2 separate regions of the Mus musculus genome follow, and region 2 is linked to region 1. Evidence: chromatin contacts called from public HiChIP or PLAC-seq data. All regions are on one chromosome and are shown on one strand. Each heading gives the region's core, a stretch centred on a gene start, on an enhancer-like site or on the middle of the called end of the contact. The rest is flanking DNA. Distances are from core to core; before and after follow the strand shown.

Region 1 (5,248 bases), core at 2,649-5,148:
TAAAGACGTTAGTCCCAGAACATATCCTTTCTGAATGTTTGCATTTTGATGTTTCAATCTCACCAACAGGGCCACTTCTAGGTCATGGTACCTTTGCTCCTGGTTTAGGGTGACCTTCCCTTACCCACCCACTTTTCAAGGAGAAAAGACCTTCCCTGTTCCCTTCTTCTTTGCTCTCAGGAAACTACAATCAGTGGACTTGGCCTGCATAAAGCTCCCATTTAGCTACCTTGCCTCATCTGAAAGAGAAGATTGTCTCTATTCATTTCATTACCAGTCACCATGATGTAGGTCTGATGCTACTTGTATTCAAATGTTAAATTCTGTACCCTAAGATCTGGTTGCTCCTCTCCCCCGAGATCCTCAGGAACAAGGAGATCGTTATATATACCAGCTCTTGCATAAACTTTGCCTCCCCCAAGTTATCCCTAATTGGTTAATAAAGATGTTTACAGCCTGGACTGAGCAGAAGAGATGGGGCAGAGAAAGTTTCCAGGCTTGGGGTCTCAAGAGGGAAGAGAAAAGGAAGAATAAAAAAGTCACCATGGTGTAGGCCGGCTGTTGGAGTAAGAGAGGCCCAGGTAGAACATGTCAAGTGATATCTCAGGGTGATTGACATAAAACTAGACAAAATAGCATAGAGGGGTTGATATCTGCCCAGCTCAAATGCTTTAGAGCTTATAAAATATAAAGGCTTGGGAATAAATGATCTGAAGTGGAGTAGAAATTCCCAGATAATATTAACTACAACACCATGATCTTGCAGGAATTTAGGAAACAAAATCAACTCAGCAGGCAGGTGGGTGTCAGACCTATCACACACTCTGATCGGCATGGTTTTAGATGCTCTTCCCCCCCCCCAATCCGTTTCTCTTCCCTTTCAATATTTTCTTTGTTTTCTACCTTAGAATTTAAATGTTTCAAACAGCTTCTTTCCAAACTAAGCACGTCCCTTAAGTTTTAGGTTTTGAAGAATGCAGTCCCCTCCCCGAGTCACCTTTCCTTTCCCTCTGAGAAACTAAAGAAACCTGAGCTCCTCTCCCTTATTTGGAATAAAAGCTAAGGAGTAATGTGTCCTTAAACTATAATTTGCTTGCATTCAGCAGCTTCCCATCCAGCACCACGATAGTCCTCTATGTAAATCAGATTTATTTATTCATAGGCACTAGTGTTCCATTACTTTCATCAAAACCAGTCAAGCTGCATTCAGCGGTTTCTGCATTCTTATAAACTAACTGGAAAAGCAATTAACATTCGCTAGCACTTTAGACAGTGGGAGAGGGTAAGGGACCCCACCACACTCTCCATAACACAACCTCTGTAGGCGGATGGCGCTGCAGAATGACGGTGCCTCTGTGTCGAGGGAGATAACAGAAGTGACACAGATTAAAACAAATTGTTGATCCATACCAGGGAGAAGCTGGGGAAACAATAGAAGTAAAAGCATAAATGTCAATTTAGGATGATAAAGGATACAATCTAAATGTAATATGAGAGGCCCCCAGACAAAAGCAAGAAATAGAGATTGCACATTAGTGAGGTATCAAAGTACTGGAGCATTATAATCCACGCGCCTGCACACGCCGAGTCATATGTTCCCGGCATATGAAAATACAAGCAACACATTGTTGATTGCTCAGCAAACCCAATTATGAATTAACCCGCCACTGCAGAAATTCTCCAAAATTATGCTCATTTCAAGCTGCTCAGAAGAACATTTTGTTCCTGTGGTAACTTTGCTCCCCATATTGCCTTCATGTTTTTGCTCCTTTCTCTTCTGAGTGCCTAAAGGCTACCAAGAAAAAAAAAATTCCCCAAACTGCTTTGGTTGTCAGCTCAATGCTTATTGGTCTCTTTGATAGATTAAGAGTAAGGTCAGCCTGCAAGGTCACCGCCCGAGCTTCCAAAACACCGCCACATGGCTTCTGCCACCTTTCCCTGGCAGTGTGCTTGATAAGTCAAGATCTGAGAATTCATTCCTAATTACTCTGCCGTCAGTTCTACTCCTGACTTTATGGTGACAAAAATCAAACCGCGGGCTCAGCTGTGGCTCTGTCTAATATAATAGCTGCCACTTGCTAATGCAGTGAGCGGAGCTTACGGGGAGGTGTGCAGGTGGTAACACGTCCCGCTGTCCTCTCAGTCTAGGGCAGCATCCCATTCCTGATGGACGTCAAGCGTCAGGGTGGTTATTAATTACCAGGATGGTCAGCATGATGCAGAGGGTCCTGGGGAGCCAGCCACATTCATAAAGTGCTCCGTTGATTGCTCAGCGCACATCTCAGGGTCTCTTTCTAAGAACCAGTGGTAATTGCTTTTATTCCCTTAACATAACTGTGAGGCTTTCGTAAAACAGAGAAATATAAATAAACCCATCTTTATCTCCTAGATGTGATGCCAAAAATGCATATAGAAACTAAAGTGTTGAGAGGCAGGCAATGTGTCATTCCACTAGTGTTTAACCTTCTCTGAGCACTAAGTTTGTGCTAGATAACTATATTACATGTTGTGGGTCAGTAAATGTAGCTTGTCATTGTGGGTCTATATCAGAAATAATAATTATAAAACTAGTAACAGCAATGATGCTAATAGAATAACAGTGGGGTGGTTGTAAAACTATTTTTCACTTTATAAGGGTTTCCTTAGAGAATTTGTCCTAAGTGTGTTGACATGTAGGCCTTTTTCATGTAGCCTAGATTGGTCTCAAACTCAAGATCCCCCCATCTAAGCCTCCTATGTGCTGGGGTCACACATAGCTATGTGTCACTATGCCTAACCTAAAATACTATTGATTCTTAAAGTGAACGCGGTTTAGTCAGTGCTTACACATATCCAGTTATGTTGCATTAAACACAAGACCAAGTGCTAGGCATAGGGAGACAGAATAGAATTAGGTGCTCAGAAGCAATGGCTTCTTTGGCCACTGATCACTTCAAATGGTCTCTGAACTTGTAGGATCAGAGTGGAGTCATTTCAATGCTTTCAATGGGTTTTTGGTGGTTACCCTTACTGCAAAAGCCCCCATTTTCTGGGAAGGGATCCTAAAATTCAGACAGGTGAGGTATGATTTCCATGGCCACACCTTGTATCAGCTCATGTTCTTTTCCCTAGTTCCTCTCATGTCTGAGGCAAGGACTTCATAACTTATTATGTAGTCCCTTGCCTAGAGACAACCTAACAATTTCAATTCATAAATCAAGTTGTCCTTGTAGGTCTACAACTCCCAGAGAGTGTGGTAGTCTTCTGTCATTGATGCAATCACCCCTTTCCTGGTTTTGTTTTTGTTTTTGTTTTTTTGGCATCTTAGAGTTTTCCTTTAGGCTGTAATCCTTTGGGATTTACAAATGTTTTTACTTCTTAGGTAACTTGTCTGGTGGCCAGGGATTTTGCTTCACCTCAGGTTCCAAACTGTAGTGTAGAAGTTCTCCTGCATGCTTCTCCCCCTCCCTCTAGAATATCATCAGGTACAGTTGGCTCTCTCAGCCTTAACACCAGGGGGTCCCTGTCCCCCTCTTCCCATCTCATCCAGTGTGAGAGTTATCGAGCTCCAAATATAGCCTTATTCAAGAAACCCGCTACCGCTCCCGGATTAAAAGACAACACCCAACTAGGAAAGATAGAAAATGCTGGAATCTGCAGCTACTGTTGCTGCTCAGTGGATGGTGAACCCAGACTGGTGGGTTTGCTCACCCCGAGAAGGCTAGAAGGCGTGGAGCTGCCAAGTGAAGGGCAGTGGGCTACTGAGAATAAGTGAGGCCTCCCACAGACTTTCCTTTCTTTTTCCTTTTTTTTCTCCTCCAGTTCGGTGCCTCCCTCCCTCTCAGGAAGAGCAGAGCTCTGCTCAGAGGCATCTCAGCCTTTCAAGGTGAACTCTAGTCCTGGAGACACGCTCCTCTGCAAAGGCTGGGGAGAAGGGAGGGAGGGGGCCAGATCAAAGCTGCCTTTGAAGTGAGTATAATTTTTGGAATGTTGCTAAGAGTGTAACACACAGTTCAGCAGGAAATTGGCTCTGGAAACAGCTTTGTAGTTGCTCCCCAGGACTGCCGATTTCCCTGACCTGGTGGCAGAGGTGCAGAGCCGAACAGTGGGGGAGAGGAAGATTGCTGACTCTCACCGATCTGATTTAAATTTTTCACCAGCCAAGTCCGTTGGCTCTGACTTGCTGAACAAAAACGTAGTACAATCATGTCCAAAACAAACTCTCAGAGGAGCATGCCTCTCTGCTGAGTCTGAGCTGGTTCCAAGACCAGACATAAAGGACAGTAAGGATGCCTTGCTTCCTGTGGCAGATCCAATAAAGCAAGCTATGTAGTAACCAAAATAGGGACCACTGGCTGACAGTGATGCTGTGTGACACACTGATGCTGGGTAACAGAAAGTGTAGCAAGTATTTGAGATACATGGCCCACTTCTTAAATTCTAACCATCAATGTGCAAATCCCACATTTAAAAAATATTCATTTTATAGATAAGAAAACTGAGACCCAGGAGGCCAACTCATTAAGGTCAGCCAGGCAAAATGGAGACACAAAAAGCCAAGAGCACATCTGTAATAATATGAACCCATCTTCCTTATCTATTCCAGGTGACTTGCATGCAGGACAAGAATGGTTGATGATAAGGTCCATTTTGTAACAATGGGTGCCCTCAAGATAAAAAAAAATGCAATATTTTAGTGAAATGGATTCCAAGTACATAGTCCCACGGGGAAAAGAAATGGATACCAGATCATCTTCCTTGTTAGTACGCAGTTATACTTTCTCCCAGGGATGCTATGAAGGTTGAAGGTGTTTTGCTCTTTCAGTCTGTGCCTTTAATTTCTCTTGTTGTTTCTTTTGTAAGGGGAAGGATGCAGAGGGGGGATTAGGTAGATAATTAGTGGATCGATACGGGGGAACAAAGGATTTTGCTGGGAAAGTGAGACCCAGTCACACTTCAATACCAGCAGAATCAGAGTCCGATGCCAGCTGAAGGGAGCTGGTGGGAAGTGGGGGTGGAGAAGAGAAAAGCAATTCAATATGGAGTGAGCACATTCAACAGGAGGGGAAAAGACACTTCCAAGAACGGATTCAGACACCTTAAATGAAAGCTTACTTGAGATGAAATTTGACCATATGTTGTCAGGGATTCAATTTCTTCCTTTTTCTACTGTCTCTCAAACTCCCTTTCCCATTGCTATGGACTAAAACTCCGCTAAACACTATGCCTAGATGTGTTATGCTTCATGTGTGATGTGGGGACCTTAGGG
Region 2 (5,952 bases), core at 7-2,506, 340 kb after region 1:
TGGATAGGACTCAGATTTCTGGTCACGCTTAATTTCAAAAGTTGGCTTATTTGTATTATATTTCTCCATTCTCAAATATCAGTTCATTCATGCCGGTCACAATTTCATTTTTTTTTTTTTTTTAACAGCAGAGGCAATGAAAACAAAATCCACCAAAAGTGAGATTAACAGCAAATAGCCCAAACTTTAAAAACAACATCTGCGGCCACAAACACCCTGTGCTGAGAGATGATTCAAGGATAGAGCATAGTCTCTGTTTGTTCACCGTGAAAATAGATACGAGCCCTTTAAAGCGTCATCCCCGAGCTTGTCAAAGGAGAAATGCCACCAGATACAATCCAGAGTTCCCATTCATAGCGCACAAAAGGAATGTCCACCTAAAGCTACCTCTAGAAGAGCACTACAGGTATCCTAGATTTGGGGGCTTAAATCAAAGTTCCCACTTGAGTCTCTAATTAGCCCCCTCTGCCATTAAGGGGGTCTCGAATCCAGAAAGCTTTATCCAACAGCACTTCCAGAGTTAACTCCCCCTCCAAACTGTCATAACTCGGTTCTCCTAATTATTTACTGGATGCCTCTCTAAGGCGTGCCCTCACCTGATGTTTTAAGTTCATATTTCATTTGGGACAACACTTAGTCTCCATTTAGAAACCGTCAACCTGCCTCAGGTTCAGGAGATTCGAGATGCGCCTCACCCACAAGAGCCAAGCCAAACACACCCAAGCAGCCAGACTTAAATAAACTCTGCCCTTTGCCGATACCTCCGGTGAGAAATTATTATAACGCATCAGAAGTTCAGAAAGAGGAAAAAATTTCAAATACCATCTGTCTTCCCAGGGCTTAAGTCCTGGAGTTCAAAAACAGTATCAATTGAATTATGTTTCCCCCTTCCCTTAGCTGTTTAGAATTTAACGTAATGCAAAGTGCTATTCTGATCAAAATCATATTTCTCATCTCTCCCCTTAAATAAAAGGGAGGAAAAAAATCATTCCATATAAATGCATTTACTATACAAATCTATTTTCAATTGAATTTGCTGCATGCTCTAATTCATCAAAATTAATACAGGTACTTTCTATGTTAAACAAAAGGAAGCCGACTGAAAAATCGGCTTCTGCTGCAGATGCCTTTCTCAATTATAAAACCGGTGAAAACAGAAATTTAACTAAGCCACTCGGTCAAACCCTCCGATCGGCTCGGCGCTCTTACCTGCCTCAGCTGAAGGCTTCCTTCCCTTGTTAGCAGTGTGCAGCATCGCTAGCTCGCTCCAATCCTCACCACGGGCTCAAATTACACCACCGCTAAGTCCACCCCCTCGCCTTTCCCCTTCTCTGCCTTCTTTCCTTTCTATTTATTTTTTTCTTTTTTCTTTCCTTTCCTTTCTTTATTATTATTTATTTTTTTGCCAGCAAGAAAAATACTTATTGAGAGTGATTAGTTTTTGTTGTCCCTTTTAAGTCCCTCCTGCAGGAAGGAACAGGGGAGCAATGTGACGCCACCTTTTAATCTTTTGTAAGAGTGAAAAGGCAGAAAAGGAACGCTCGATCAAGCTGAGCTGCACACATGACTAAAACTCGCAGGAGACGCTGCTGCTTGCTGCCTGGCGAAAGCACCGCCAGGCTTGAGTGTAAGAACAGAGAAGAGAGGAGTCGATGGAATGTGACAACGTATGTGCATCAAAGGCAGGGGGAGAGAGAACAATGAGCAAGGGAAGACAGCGAGGAGAGGGAGAGATGGAGGGAGAGGGAGGGAGAGAGAGGGAGAGCAGAGGGAGAGACAGGAGAGAGAGAGAGAGAGAGAGAGAGAGAGAGAGAGAGAGAGAGAGAGAGAGAGAGAGAGAGAGAGAGAGAGCACATACACACACGGAGAAAAGATAGAGCGGGGTTTCAGGCAGGGGACTCTGAGAATAAAGCCACAGTGCGGTGTCTGGCAGCTTCTGTTTTTATCTCAGCGAGCATGATCCGCGGCCTCTCTCATTTAGAAACACATCCGTGTATCTTCCAGGTTTGAAAACTGAGATAATCGCAGTGTGTCTCTGGTTTTGTCTGATTGGCATTTAACTGTGCGGTGTGTACCTGTGATTTTTTTTTTAAAGGATGCATTTGTGTGCAATTTATTTCGCATATTTATTTATGTAGGCAAAAATGAAAGCTGCTAATTTCTACGGCAATTTGCAATGTAGTTTTACTGGCAGATGGAAGTCTACTTACCATAACTGCTGACAAACTGCCACGGGTAAACAAAAGAAGAAACAAATGCTTCGTCTTGATAATTGTCTTAAAAAAAAAAAAAAAAAAGAGGAACCCACCCTAAAATATTAGCACTTGCAAAAATAGTGTTTCTTGGCTCAAGTTTAAAAGGTGATTTTTCTCCCTTAGTTTTTTAGAAAGAAAGGCACAATAAAAGGGAGACATAGTGTTTGAAGGAAAGGTCTTAGGGAAGAAGCTTTTTGTAACGCACACACCTAAATTCTCCCTGGTTTCCCTCCAAATGTGATGACTGGTGGCTTTCTGGAGTCCTGGGGCAGAGTTTTTGAGGCACTATTTGCCATGGACTTACACTGCATCTTCCTACCTTCCTCGACTATTTTAAAAGGAGGCTCCATTTTTTAAAAAAAAAAAAAAAAAACAAAGTGGCAAAGAAATGATTTGCCCATTCAAATCACTTCCAGGGCTGCCTCATGAGCTTTGTTCTATTTCCACTGTCCTCTAGCCACACGGGGGCCAGGATTACACAGTTAAATTCCCTCAGTGACCTCTTTTATAAGGATGTAAATTGCTGATTCCAAGGTCAAGTATTTGGTAGAAGTTAGTTATTGGTGAGATAACTGCCTGTTTTTCCATGGTAACCTGAGCCAACACAGTCGTGAGCTCGCAGGAAGAGGAGACGCCCAACCTTTCGATGGACCATCTCCTCAAAATCATGTTTCTGTAAGATCAGAAGGTCAAATCCATGCACCAGACTTAGAACACTTACCAATTCAGGAAAAACAAAACAAAACCTAAACAACAATAACGAGATAACTCAATAGTCCTTCTTTGAATTTCTACCACGTCATAGTCTAAGAGTCTGCCCGAGGACCCTCAGCATCTTGTAGTTTGGAATTCCTATGTGAGCCAGATGTAGAATTTGAATTGGTGCAAAAAGAATAAGACACTTTTGCCTGCCCCAGTCACAATGTGGTATTCAAAGTGGGCTTGCTTAATCTTGTTATGCCAGAGCATAACTCTTTTCATGCTCTGCCAATAGAAGGATATGTGTTTTGCTTGGACCCAAATAAAGAAGTACCCCCATCTTGGATACGCTCAGATGTAACTCTACTGATTATTAAGGCGGTAAAAGGAGTGGAGAACACACAGTGGCTGAACAGAAAGCTGCTGGCCAGAGGACAGAGGACTCAGAGTGGAAGAGAAGCTGTAAGGCTCCTGCTTTCTGAAAGGGTTGAATTCCAAACTCTCCACAGAATTTTTTCAGAGCACATTGAAAGCAGCAGCCTCAGAGTGACATTATTGATACAGGGTCTAGAGGTAAAATTAACTTTAGGTGAGGGAATATGTGGACTGAACAATTTTCTGACAATAGAAATAAAGATTCAGCTACCAGGGTGCGTCTATTTCAGCGTCACAGAAGTGGGGGCGTGGCATGGGGAGACTGGGCGAGCAAATGACAGACAATGAAAGATGAAAAGAAATCAACTCAAGACAAGGCAAAAAGATGTTTTAAAGCCGTAAATGGCCATTAGTGGTGTTCCTCATTTTGATCACATATGCAGGGAGGAGGTAGGTAAATATAGCTTATTAGATATGATATTTTTTCTAAGGTCTCTTGAATGAGGGTGGGCTACCAAAGATTAATATTTCTAATTGGAGTGTGACTTTCTATGACTTACTTCTCTATAGCATATCTTCACATGTACCTGCTTAGACTGTAGTTTATATTCTGGCGTTGATGTTACTAGATTCCTGGCCCCAGCTTGCTACGTGACCTTGACCACATCATTTTCTTCTTTGTGGATAACCTCTTGCCTTAAAAGGAACATGAGTCTCTGTGCCTCATGGCCTGTCGCTAGGAATAAAGAATGCATGTGTTGTGTGTGGAGTTTGCTCTTAGCACACAGCACATGCTTTGACATGGCAACCTCTGCGTTGTGAGGAAATCCTCTCAACTCCTTTAACATTTTAAAAATGGAAAACATAATATTTAATCGCCTCCCAAATGGATGACACAGGAAGACTTCTTTCCACTCTGACCTTCCTTACACGATCTAGTTATTGACACTGCCCTCTGGGTCTTTCCACTTGAATAATGCACTTAAAAACCCAACAAGTTCTACAACCAGACCAGTGAATCTGCCCTCAAAGCAAGCTTTCTCTCTGAATGTCCCCATCAGTGTCAAATGTAAAGATCTCTAAGACAGTCCTGGTTCATTTCTTTCCTTTGTCGCAATCATTCAATTTCCTGCACCCACCAAACACCACTCCCACATTTTTCAAAGATCTTGAGGCTTCATTTCCAGACCCCAGCCTCATCCTGATTTCTGTTCTGTTCCAGCTATTCTTTCCTGTAGTCCTTCTCTGTCTGTGGAAGACACAAGCATGGTACAGATATGCAGTATCCTTCCTGAGGACATTGTTAGGGCCCTGCCAACTCCTATATCAGATTGTAGCACCATCCCCTTCTCTTCTCAAGAAGGCACTTCAGATTCCAGTGAAGGAGAGTGACATTATTCTAGGTGTGACCTTGAATCAGCTCTAACATATAAAACAGCTAATCTGTGGCACACCAGCACTTTCCTATTATCGCCCTGTTAGTTGAGACACCTCTCCCCCTGTCATGACACAGCTTATTGAAAACAACCATTTGAAGAGGTTTTCTTTCTTCTCCAATTCATCCCTCACAAGCCAGAATAACCTTCTTAAAATGCCACTTTGAATGACATCTGTTCCCAATAGTTATTGATTGGCCAATTGAAAGTCTGTTTTATTTCATTATCTTACGTATTGGCTTAAAAAAAATCATCAAAGGTTCACAATTCCCTGGAGAATAAAGTGCAGATTTCTTTGCTACACATTGAGTCACCTCTGTGGTTTGACACTGACTATTCCTGTAAATGTTCTTCTATCACTGCCACAGAAGATATTGTCCCCCCAGCCCAGCACATCTGCAAGCCCTCACAGCTGCACACAGCCCCAGTTCGCTTTAGAGTGTCACCCCAACCCAATCTACTGCACGGCAGCATATTTAACTGCAATCTCTTGATCTAAGACCAGAACAGTTACAAGTCCTCCAAAAGGATGCCCTTGACCTTCCTGGTTTACAGCAGTGAAATTGCTTTAATCACAGTAGCCATCCAAGGGCCCCAGGAAAGGTGGCATATATCATAATTAGGAGCTTGGCTTTGGACTTTGCCCTAGGTCCAAATCCTGACCCTGGAATTTGCTTCCTAATTGTGGAACATTGGTTAAATACTGTCTTCTCTAAACCTTACTTTCCTCATTTATAAAATATGGTGAGAACTTTGTTATCTAATACGTGAAGAAGAATAAGCAGTTCAGATCTAGAACGTACACAATAAAGAACAGTTAGCAATCATACAAGTGCCCTCTAAGTCAAAGGGACTCATTACCTCCAATTTCTAACCCTCACCATGACCCACTGAATGGCTGCTATTAGAACCATTTTACAGAAATAGAACTGGGGGCTAGCAAATGATCTCACCAGATGTCACACAAACAGCACGTGGAAAAGCCAAATCTTGCCTTTCTGCCTTCCAGGTTTTTACAAATCTATACCACTCACACAGACCTTACCCTATACCATATTAGCTTATCATGACTTGAGTTTTCGTGTTGTGGACAGTGTTTCTAATTATAATCTAAGTGAAAGGAGAGCGGTGTTCATGTTTGAAATGTCTCTGCATTTTTAGTGCCTTCCATAAATCTTTAAACAAAG

The links. HiChIP or PLAC-seq counts read pairs in DNA pulled down with a chosen protein or histone mark.
Region 2: a contact with region 1 is called in an H3K4me3 HiChIP or PLAC-seq map of craniofacial prominence, with 4 times the contacts expected there. The contact joins two enhancer-like sites. A contact is called at or near these places in 1 of 484 Hi-C or Micro-C datasets (cerebral cortex), 6 of 115 datasets of contacts at active chromatin or transcription factors (craniofacial prominence, embryonic basal ganglia, embryonic forebrain and 3 more) and 1 of 9 other capture datasets (embryonic stem cells).

Annotation. Positions count from the first base shown.
Region 1 is chr11:36,330,318-36,335,565 of GRCm38.p6, forward strand. The region is part of intron 3 of Tenm2 (teneurin transmembrane protein 2); the gene reads right to left. Among named protein-coding and RNA genes, the nearest start is that of Gm33585, 25 kb to the right of the region's middle. Within about 2 kb of position 3,899, at least 28 of the 459 cell types and tissues checked have an H3K27ac peak or open chromatin away from gene starts, as enhancers often do. A contact at or near this core is called in craniofacial prominence, where this site is marked.
Region 2 is chr11:36,676,260-36,682,211 of GRCm38.p6, forward strand. All of the region lies in intron 2 of Tenm2 (teneurin transmembrane protein 2), which reads right to left. Among named protein-coding and RNA genes, the nearest start is that of Gm51889, 18 kb to the right of the region's middle. Within about 2 kb of position 1,257, at least 114 of the 459 cell types and tissues checked have an H3K27ac peak or open chromatin away from gene starts, as enhancers often do. A contact at or near this core is called in craniofacial prominence, where this site is marked.